Regions from separate parts of the Mus musculus genome. Here all the other regions are linked to region 1. Evidence: chromatin contacts called from public promoter capture Hi-C data. All regions are on one chromosome and are shown on one strand. Each heading gives the region's core, a stretch centred on a gene start, on an enhancer-like site or on the middle of the called end of the contact. The rest is flanking DNA. Distances are from core to core; before and after follow the strand shown. Region 1 holds the start of Dbr1 (debranching RNA lariats 1). Region 2 holds the start of Pxylp1 (2-phosphoxylose phosphatase 1). Region 3 holds the start of Rasa2 (RAS p21 protein activator 2).

Evidence for each region. Promoter capture Hi-C pulls out the DNA fragments that hold promoters and counts their contacts.
Region 2: a promoter capture Hi-C map of second pharyngeal arch cranial neural crest shows a contact between it and region 1. The contact joins the promoter of Pxylp1 here to the promoter of Dbr1 in region 1. A contact is called at or near these places in 2 of 39 promoter capture datasets (pre-B cells and second pharyngeal arch cranial neural crest).
Region 3: a contact with region 1 is called in a promoter capture Hi-C map of cranial neural crest. The contact joins the promoter of Rasa2 here to the promoter of Dbr1 in region 1.

What each region holds. Positions count from the first base shown.
Region 1 is chr9:99,574,178-99,577,099 of GRCm38.p6, reverse strand. It overlaps Dbr1 (debranching RNA lariats 1), which reads right to left and starts at 1,301. Exons shown (of 8, transcript NM_031403.3): 1 at 975-1,301; 2 at 400-524. The coding sequence starts at 1,171.
Region 2 is chr9:96,888,074-96,890,798 of GRCm38.p6, reverse strand. It overlaps Pxylp1 (2-phosphoxylose phosphatase 1), which reads left to right and starts at 1,325. Exons shown (of 6, transcript NM_001289647.1): 1 at 1,325-1,440.
Region 3 is chr9:96,630,067-96,633,076 of GRCm38.p6, reverse strand. It overlaps Rasa2 (RAS p21 protein activator 2), which reads left to right and starts at 1,574. Exons shown (of 24, transcript NM_053268.2): 1 at 1,574-1,713. The coding sequence starts at 1,584.

The sequences.
Region 1 (2,922 bases), core at 52-2,551:
GCTTTAAGGCATCCCAGCCATCTCCCTCAGGAAAAGTTTAAACAATACTGGATATTTAAATATGGGAGTAGAACAAAGTAATAGGAGTTGAGGTTAACAAGTAAAGAAATTTATTAAACTACTCGGTATTTTTATGTATGTTTAGCATTTTCCATTATAAAGTTTAATGCAATAAGAAAAAAGCAAAGAGACTACAAAAAAAAAAACTTGTCATCATATTAGCTATTATTTAAACCTCTAGAAGAAAATGGATGTATGTTCATGACTGGCCATTTAATAACTATTTTAACTCAATTCTCATGATTATTTAAGTTAATGGCATTCACCACATGTCTTCTAGAAGCTGCCCAGCTGGTACAGATTCTGACAAGACCAAAAAAAGTGCACATAAACACATACCTAAATAATAAATATTCGGCGCTACCCAGCCACCATAGGGTAACTCTTGCAAATGGTTTGAGGCTTCATGGTTTCCTCCAATGAAGATGGTGAGAACCGGGGCCTTTTTCTCTCCAGAGTAATATCTACAACATAACGGTAATAAAGCTGTCAGGAACCAAACTAAACACAAAAAAGCAAGAGGTCAGAAGGAAAAGGCCGAGCTCAAAAACGATCAAACGGTCCCCACTATCTTCCCATCCCTGCCCTTAAGAATAAATTAAATCTTGAGTGTCGAGCACACATTCATTGAGATCAAGAACTTTGTGAAGTGCAAGTCTGGGCTTCTAGAACCCAGACTAGCACACAGCAGGTCACGGGAAAACCAGATCATTAAATCAACTAACCATCGTGTTCTAGCAAATCCAAAGTATCTAAACCTGCTGGTGTCACCCCGGGTCCCTGGGAAGAAGAGCCAGGTGTGTACAGAGAGGAGGAGGCCAGGGCCATTTCCTAAGCTCCGGGTCCAACAGACATCGCGATCTGCGGCAGCAGGACCTGGAACCCCACGCGAGGACCGGCCGCGCGCCCCTCACCTGTAGAAGGTCTGCATGTGACGGTACTTGGGCGGCACGGCCATGCAGCGCAGGTCGGCCTCGTTGCGCACCGCCTGGAAGTCGCCGCAGCACAGAAGGAGATCCACGGGTCCCGAGCCGCGCCGCTCCGCCAGCGCCAGAGTCTCGTAGATCTTGTCCAGCTCGCCGTGGCAGCAGCCGGCCACGGCCACCCTCATCGTGACGTTGGGCCGCGGAACTCAACAGCAACACCCCGGAGCACCTGCAGCCCGGGTCGCACAGCAAAGAACACCAGGCAGCCGGCCCACCCGGCTCCCGCCAACACCAACCGAGCCGCGGCTGAGTTTCGAGTCCTTTATGTAACTTCCGGCTTCCAAGTCTCGCGAGAGAGGGAACGGGAAGGGCCCGGTCAAGCCGGAGGGGGGAAACTTTGAACTTGTTTAATGGAGACCCTGTCTGTCTTCGTGATCCCTTGCGTGCTAGCAATCTAGTGGGTTACATTGTTTAAAACTAGAAAAAGAAATAAAATCTCCAAGAATAGGGATTGAATTTAGTAAAATCAAGGTAAGCAGCCGGGCGTGGTGGCGCACGCCTTTAATCCCAGCACTTGGGAGGCAGAGGCAGGCGGATTTCTGAGTTCGAGGCCTTCCTGGTCTACAAAGTGAGTTCCAGGACAGCCAAGGCTACAGAGAAACTCTGTCTCGAAAAACCAAAAAAAAAAAATCAAGGTAAGCAAGTGAGCAGGAGCGATTGAGCAATTAATTCCCTAGAGCAAATCTCTCCCTGGCAACGATGATTGCCTTAAAAATGAATTAGAAAGTAAAAAGAGGTTTTAATGATGACATTAAAATTTAAATGCAACGTTGAAGCTTACTGATTATTTTAAAACTATACACCAACCCTCCCGGGGGGAATTTCTAAAATTATTTTTGACTAAGGGGAATGGGTATTTTCCTACCAAATTGTTTGCCTAACTGTAACGCAAGATGAATGAAAGGTTAAATATCTCGAAAACTTCTGGAGAGAAAAGGTGGCGACTAATCAAGGAAGAATGAATGGCAAAGAAGAAAGCCAGTAAAGGAAATCTAATCAAGGGCATACAGTTGTAGCGCCACGAAAGTGTTAGCGATCCCCCAAAACCAGGCAGGAGCCCATCTGATGTAACTCATAGCACGGTCTTTATTCTATCCCAGCTCGCTGTGGCTCGCCACCAACACACAGCACAGTTTTTGGTGTACCCCGAATGTCAGTGGGGACAAGACTTTATAGAAAGCTACAAGCAGAGGGTGGGATGTGGTAGTGGTGGTAGTTAAGCATCTAATTCGAGAGCTACCATGGCCTTTAACACAATTGGCTGGTGCTGGGAGTCATATCATAAACTTAATTTCTGCTTCCCTCTGCATTAGTGGTCGTTAGGCAGGGGGTGGCCTCGTAACCTGGGGGTGCAGATATGTTGGGGTAATAACCTGGGGACGCTGGTCTTGTTGAGGGGTAACTTGGAAACTAGTGTTATGTTGGTTAGTTTGTCTGAGTTCAAACTTTGGCCAGGTTCTCTAAAATGGAGTCTGAACTTACAAGATTTGGCCTCTCAACAGAGAAGTATACATTTAAACAACTGAAAAATTTAATCAGTTAAATACAATCTAGGCTGGGGGCGTGGCAGGGGGAGGGAGGGGATGGTGGCTCTGCCTTTAATCCTTGTATTCCAGAAATAAGCAAGCAGATCCCTGGCCAGTGTGGTCAGCATGGTCTATAAAGTGAATTAAGACAGCTGGGGCTAGCCGGGCGTGGTGGTGCTCGCCTTTAATCCCATTACTCGGGAGTTTGAGGCCAGCCTGGTCTACAAAGTGAGTTCCAGGACAGCCAGGGCTACACAGAGAAATCCTGTCTCGAAAAACAAAACAAACAAAAAAATTTGACAGCTGGGACTGATGCATGGAGAAGCCCTGTCCCATAAAACCAAGAAAGA
Region 2 (2,725 bases), core at 76-2,575, 2.7 Mb after region 1:
TGTATGTATGTATGTATGTATGTATGTATGTATGTATGTATGTATTTTGCTTTGGGCTAGTGTGGATGGAGTTGTCTGTCATCTGCAGCCTGTGTGACTTGTGAAGGAGTGGAACTTGGAATTAGAGCAGAACTGTCAAGAGTCCGTGGCGAGAAGGAAGAGTCTGTGTTGGATAGGATGCCTGGACTGTGGTGGTCCTTGAGGGCCAGCCCAAGTAGGAATTTAACGGGGAGTGAGATTTCATGCTCACGTATTGGAGAAAGCTGTCGCTAGTACTGAAGGGATAAGCAGGCTGAAGGTGGTGTTGAGCCTGGGTAATTGGGTGAGAGGGATAGTAACTAGTGTCCTCAGGCAAGTGCCAGCTGGCCATCAAGGCATTGAACAGAGAAGGCATTCCAGATGGCTGGACCATGGGGGTAAATGGAATGCAGGCTAGGGAAGTAGAATCTAGCTGATTTGAGGGGAGAAATTGGAGGTAAAAATATGGATAAAATATAAAGTGTTTTGATTTAGTCACTATCGAATGAGTTAGGGAAAATCAAGTGATGCGCTACCCTCAAAACCGCACCTCTTTTGCAGTTGAGAGAGGCACAAGGGTGTCACTGTAGTCCCAGAACTGACAACAAAGGCAATCTCACAATTGTGGTTGGTGAGATCCTTTTTTACAGCATTTGAAACAACAACAACAAAAGACCCACAAACACAGCTTTATAGAACGAGTGCTGCGCGGGTCTTTGGCTGGCAGCCCTGGGGTCATGCAGAAACGCCCCCGTGACACAGCCACGACCTCTCAAGGGTGGATGCCTGCAGGCCTTTAGGGACAAAACTACTGCCAGGTCTAGAGTAGACACAGGCCGGATGTGGCCCGCGCCGGAAGAGAAGCGCGGGACAGGCGCTTGGGTGGAGGTGGCACGGTGGCTAGGATATGCCAGTTTTGAGTCCACGAGGCACCGCAGGACCCACATCCGCAGCTAGATCCGCGGCGCGGAGTTAGGCACGCAGTCACAAAGCACCCTAGCCAAGGCTGGGACGGGTCCAGGGCAGTGTCCTGGGGCCATGGCACCCTCCCGGGTCCTAAGTCCGGCATAGGGAGGAGCATAGGCCCTGTGCGCTCCGAGTGCGCGCGCTTTCCCGGACCCGGACGGCGCGACCGGAGCCTGTCTGGATGACTGTTTGGACACTCCAGGCCATGTGTGCCTCCAAGGCCCGGGATGCGGGTCGCCGCAGCCTGCTGGTCCCGCACGGCCGCCTGCGGGGCGGAGCTCCAGGGCGCCCTGAGCGCGTCGGGCCGGGCAGGGACCCGGCGGTCCCGGTAGGGGGCGCTGCGGAACCCCGAGTTTGGCGGCCTGCGCGCGCCACCGCCGCCTGCACTCCCGCCAGGAGGAGCTGGCTGCGGGTGGAGATCCCTACGCACAGCGACGGAGGCCGGGACCGTAGGCGGTGAGTGTGGTGCGCGCCGGGTCCCAGCGGTTGTGAGGCTTCTCGCAAGGCGGGCTTGTGTCTAGGGTCTTGGGGGGCGACCCCGGAGAGGTGTCCGCGATGCCAAGATCCGGAGGCAGGGGCGGGCTTCCAAGCAGCGGGTGTGAGCCCTGCCACCAAGCTCTTTCCCTTATCTACGCGCTCCCCAGTTGCCACCTCTCCCCATACCCTCCCCGCGTTGGAGAGGGGTCCCTGCCCTCCGATCCGTCTCCCCTTTCTCAGCCCTGCACCCTAGAAGCCTGCCCGCACACCCCCTTTTCTCCCTCAAGCCCTCCCACGCCTACCTCCTCCTGGTTGCCTGCCGCTCGCCTCTCCCTCCCAGCTCTGCTCCTACGGTCCCCGCCGCCACCCCAGCGGGGTCCCATTCTGCCTAGGCGCTCCTGCTGAACGACTCAGCGGGAATCTGAGCTCCGGGGTCCCCCTTCTCCCGGCTGTCCCATAGCTGCAGTGTCCAGGTAAAAAGGGGCTGCAACTTCAGGGCCTGCCCCGGGGGTGGGGCTGGTGCTTCGCCAGCTACCTGCTGCCTGCGGCGCAGGAACCCTGGGCCCAGCCCAGGGCCACTTCACGCGTGCAGGTTATGCTTGCTCAGTGTTCTGTTTAGGACAGTGTGGTTACTTCTTTGCTTGCTTTTGCTTGGTGAACTTGGATAGGTTGCGATTTCTTAAAAAGAAGCCGGCTTTGCTACCCACAAATATGGAGCAGGTTTTCTTTGCTGCTGTGACTGGCTGTCAGTAGTACCTGTGGATCGGGGAAGATTTAGCTATGCTGGGGAAATGGAGCCACATCCCCACTCTCTCACCACAGCTCTGGGAACGTAACTGTCCCCTCTAGGGTGGGCCCGTGTCTTTGTGGAAAGGCAAGGATGCTTCCTAAACATTCAACAGGTAAAAACCAGTTAGGAATCTGGATCAGATCTGGTGTGGATAGGGAAATGTGGGATGAGTGAGTGATCAAGGAGGGGCTCTGGGAGAGTTCCATGGCTTAGGGACATTTGTTGCTCTTTGCGGCAAGTCCCAGGCTGGACCCTGACTATGGACTAGACAGTGATGAGCCCAGCCTACCCTCTGGAACTGTCGGTCGGGCTTGGCACCAGCCCCCTCCTCAGAGGTGTTGGTGCCCTGTGGTGACATCTGTGGGAAGAGGATTTAAAGCAGATGGCTTGGAAAGCCTCATGGTCCCCGGAGAGAAGTGGAGATGGCATGGTGACAGCCCAGCGTGTGCGTTCACCCCTTCCCTTCTGGGGTCT
Region 3 (3,010 bases), core at 325-2,824, 2.9 Mb after region 1:
AACTAAAAAAAAAAAAAAAAAGTCTTGCTGGTGTGATGACTCAGTGATTAAAGGTTCTTAATACCAAACCAGATGGCCGGGTTAATCCCTAGGAAACCCACGGTGAAAGGAGAACCACCTCCCAACAGCCATCCACTGACCTTCCAGGGGATTGGAGGGGAAGAAAGCCAGCTGGGAGGAGAGGAAGGGGGTGCAGGGGATGTGGACGGCGATGAAGAGGGTATTGAATACTATGCATACATTAAACATGTGTATGAAAACGGTATCACACCATGACTGTGTATAAGTAAGACATACCAATAAAGCATTAAACGTTTTAAAATAGAAAAAGCCAGTCTCTGGCCTGTGGTGTGTGAGCTCTGATTTGGAAAGAAAGGGAAATACCATTTGGAGTTTCTGTTTGAAACAACAAAATGCCTGGAAGGAGAGGTAAGCTCACTTTCTCCAAGGCTGTATGGTACAGGACAAGGGGCACCCTCATGCATCACCAGCTGGACTGGAAGTATTGCTCGGTAGCCTAAGACATCCAGCAAGCTTAGGTCACTCCGTCTGCCTGACTGGCCTTGGCACAAGTGGCTTCTGGGCTTGCTTGTCGTCTGTTCACTCTTCCCAGGCAGGCTCTCCTTGACTCTGTTTCCACAACTTGCTTCTTCTCTCTGTGTGCCCTTCCAGGTTGAGGTGCTCATGGTCTTGGCGCCTTCTGCCCCGTCTTTTTGCCCTAGGGCCATTCCTATATGTCTGAAAACATTCCTTGACTGGCTGACTCTAGCACCTGGCAAAGAACAACCCTGCTCTATTAAATCAGTTTCTTCCTTCTTAGGGCAGCGCAGTTAAACCTCAGGACCAGGAAATCATCCCTCTCCTCACATACCAGGGTGTTATCCACACAGTTTACTCACTGTAAATAGTTCCCTTAAGATAGTGGCAACAACTAGTTGAAGATTTACAAACTTCCCAGGGCCAATCTACTTTCTAAAAAGCCTGCTTCTGGGAGTGGGAAAGAGGTCACCGTTCCGATTCTGAAATGCAAAACTGGTGATAAACTCAAAATTTCTCTGGGTCTCAGACAGGACTGGACGGAGTCTGTGGTCCTTTTCTTGACCCAACTTTTTGCAGAGCAATGTTCCCAGAGCAAAGGTTGAGTATGTGGTTTGTCCCCCACGTGCCGCACTGCGGGAGCATCTAGACACCGCTGGAAGAGTCTCTAATACATCTCTTGACGTTTGCCAAAATGCCAAACTTTTTCCTGGAACCTGGAGTCATTCTGACTGGGGACTTTTCTTTTCCTTGAGCATCTGGGGACCTAGAGGTCCGTTCGTGGGGGACGTCCAATTCTCAGGGTTCTGGGGATCACAGCAGGGCCAGGGTTTTCCTCCTTGTGGGGGTTTCAGAGCGCCTCTCGCGACTTGCCCAGGGAGGCAAGGCGAGGCGGATGCAGGGCGGGCACGGCGCGAGGGGCGGGGCGAGTCAGCCCGAGGCCGAGGCGGGGCTACAGCGAGGCTCGATCCGGCCTAGGCCTCGCTCCGGCTCCGCCTTGCCCGGCTACGCAGGCGGTAGGGCTGGGGTAGGGGCCGGGCGGCACCATGGCGGCGGCAGCGCCTGCTGCGGCGGCTTCTCCCGAGGCGCCGGCCGTCTCGGGCAGCGCAGACCCGGAGACGGGAGACGAGGACAGTCGTGAGGTCCGAGTGCTGCAGAGCCTGCGCGGCAGGATCTGTAAGCGGGGCCGGGGCTGAGGGGACCCCCGGGGCGGCGCGGAGGGTGGGCGGCGGGCACGCGCGGGGGTGGCGGCACCGGCGGCCGCCCGGGACTGGTGAGACTGGATGGGGGTGTGTTGGGGGGAGGCGCCGCGTCGACCGACTGCCCGGCGCGGGTCGGGGCTCCCCCTCGGAGCGAGCGGGGTGAGGACCTGCACGCGCGGACCGGACCGGCGCGGCGCGAGGGGCGCTGCCTGGAGCGCGGCCTGGACGCGGGAGCCCGGGGCGCGGCCGGGGGCGCGCGGAGTTTCCGGCCTCCCTCCGACGCAGGCCTGCGGGCGGCCGCGGACGACGGGAGCGGCCCGAGGTGGGAGCCCCGTGGTAATTACAAGGGAGGCGCGGCTGGAGGAGGGAGGGAGGCCGGCTGCGGCGGGGCGGGGCCGGGCCGGGCCGGGCCGGGCGGCGGGCTGAGGAGGGGGTGTGAGCTCCCTGGGGCTCCTCTGCCAGTGCGAGGTTGAGGCGGGCGCTGGGGACTGCGGGAGCCGGTGGCGGGGGCTCCGGTGGGCGAGGCTGCGCGGGCGAGCGGGGCGCCCGGGGAGCTCGGGCGGGACACCTGTGCCCGCCCCACCTTGCCGCGGCGGGGACTTGAATCGAGAGCCGGCGTGACTGACGGTGACTTGGGGCAGGATGTAGTGGCTTCCTGTGAGCAGGTCTCAAAACTCAGTCATCCAGTCCGCGCTCAACCCACTTGATTCTCTCCCGTGCATTTGTGAGAGCCGCACCGATGAGTGTAGACTCTTACTCAGAGACGGGCCAGTTCGTTTGTCATTGCTATCCTTCCTCTTTAAAACGACCCTTTGATATTAGATCGACTTCCCCCAGCTTATTGAGATGGTCCCTTTTCACTGTATGACTGGCGAATCAGTAGAGTTTATTGTTACTTTAGTTGAAAACCTTTTTTAATTCAGATTATTTTATCCCCAGAATGAAATCGGTCTCCTAAATAATGCCTGGCTATAAGAGATATTTTATATGTTGAAAATTCAATTGTGTTAGAATGGCTGATACTGCTCTTTCTTTGGCAGAGTATAAACTTTAATTCTTAAATCTCGATGCTTCTTTTGGATTCTCCCACTTGAGTTTTTGATGTTACTCCCCTTTCAAGGATTTGGAATTTTATTAAAACCCCAGGAGCAAGCATGTTAAATGTTACTTTTCAATTCCCTGACGTCATCCTGGGACTCCCAATTCAGACACTTTTAAGTATTAAAACTTGGGAAATTACACCAGAGCAGTGGGTGTTTTGTGCGTCTTAA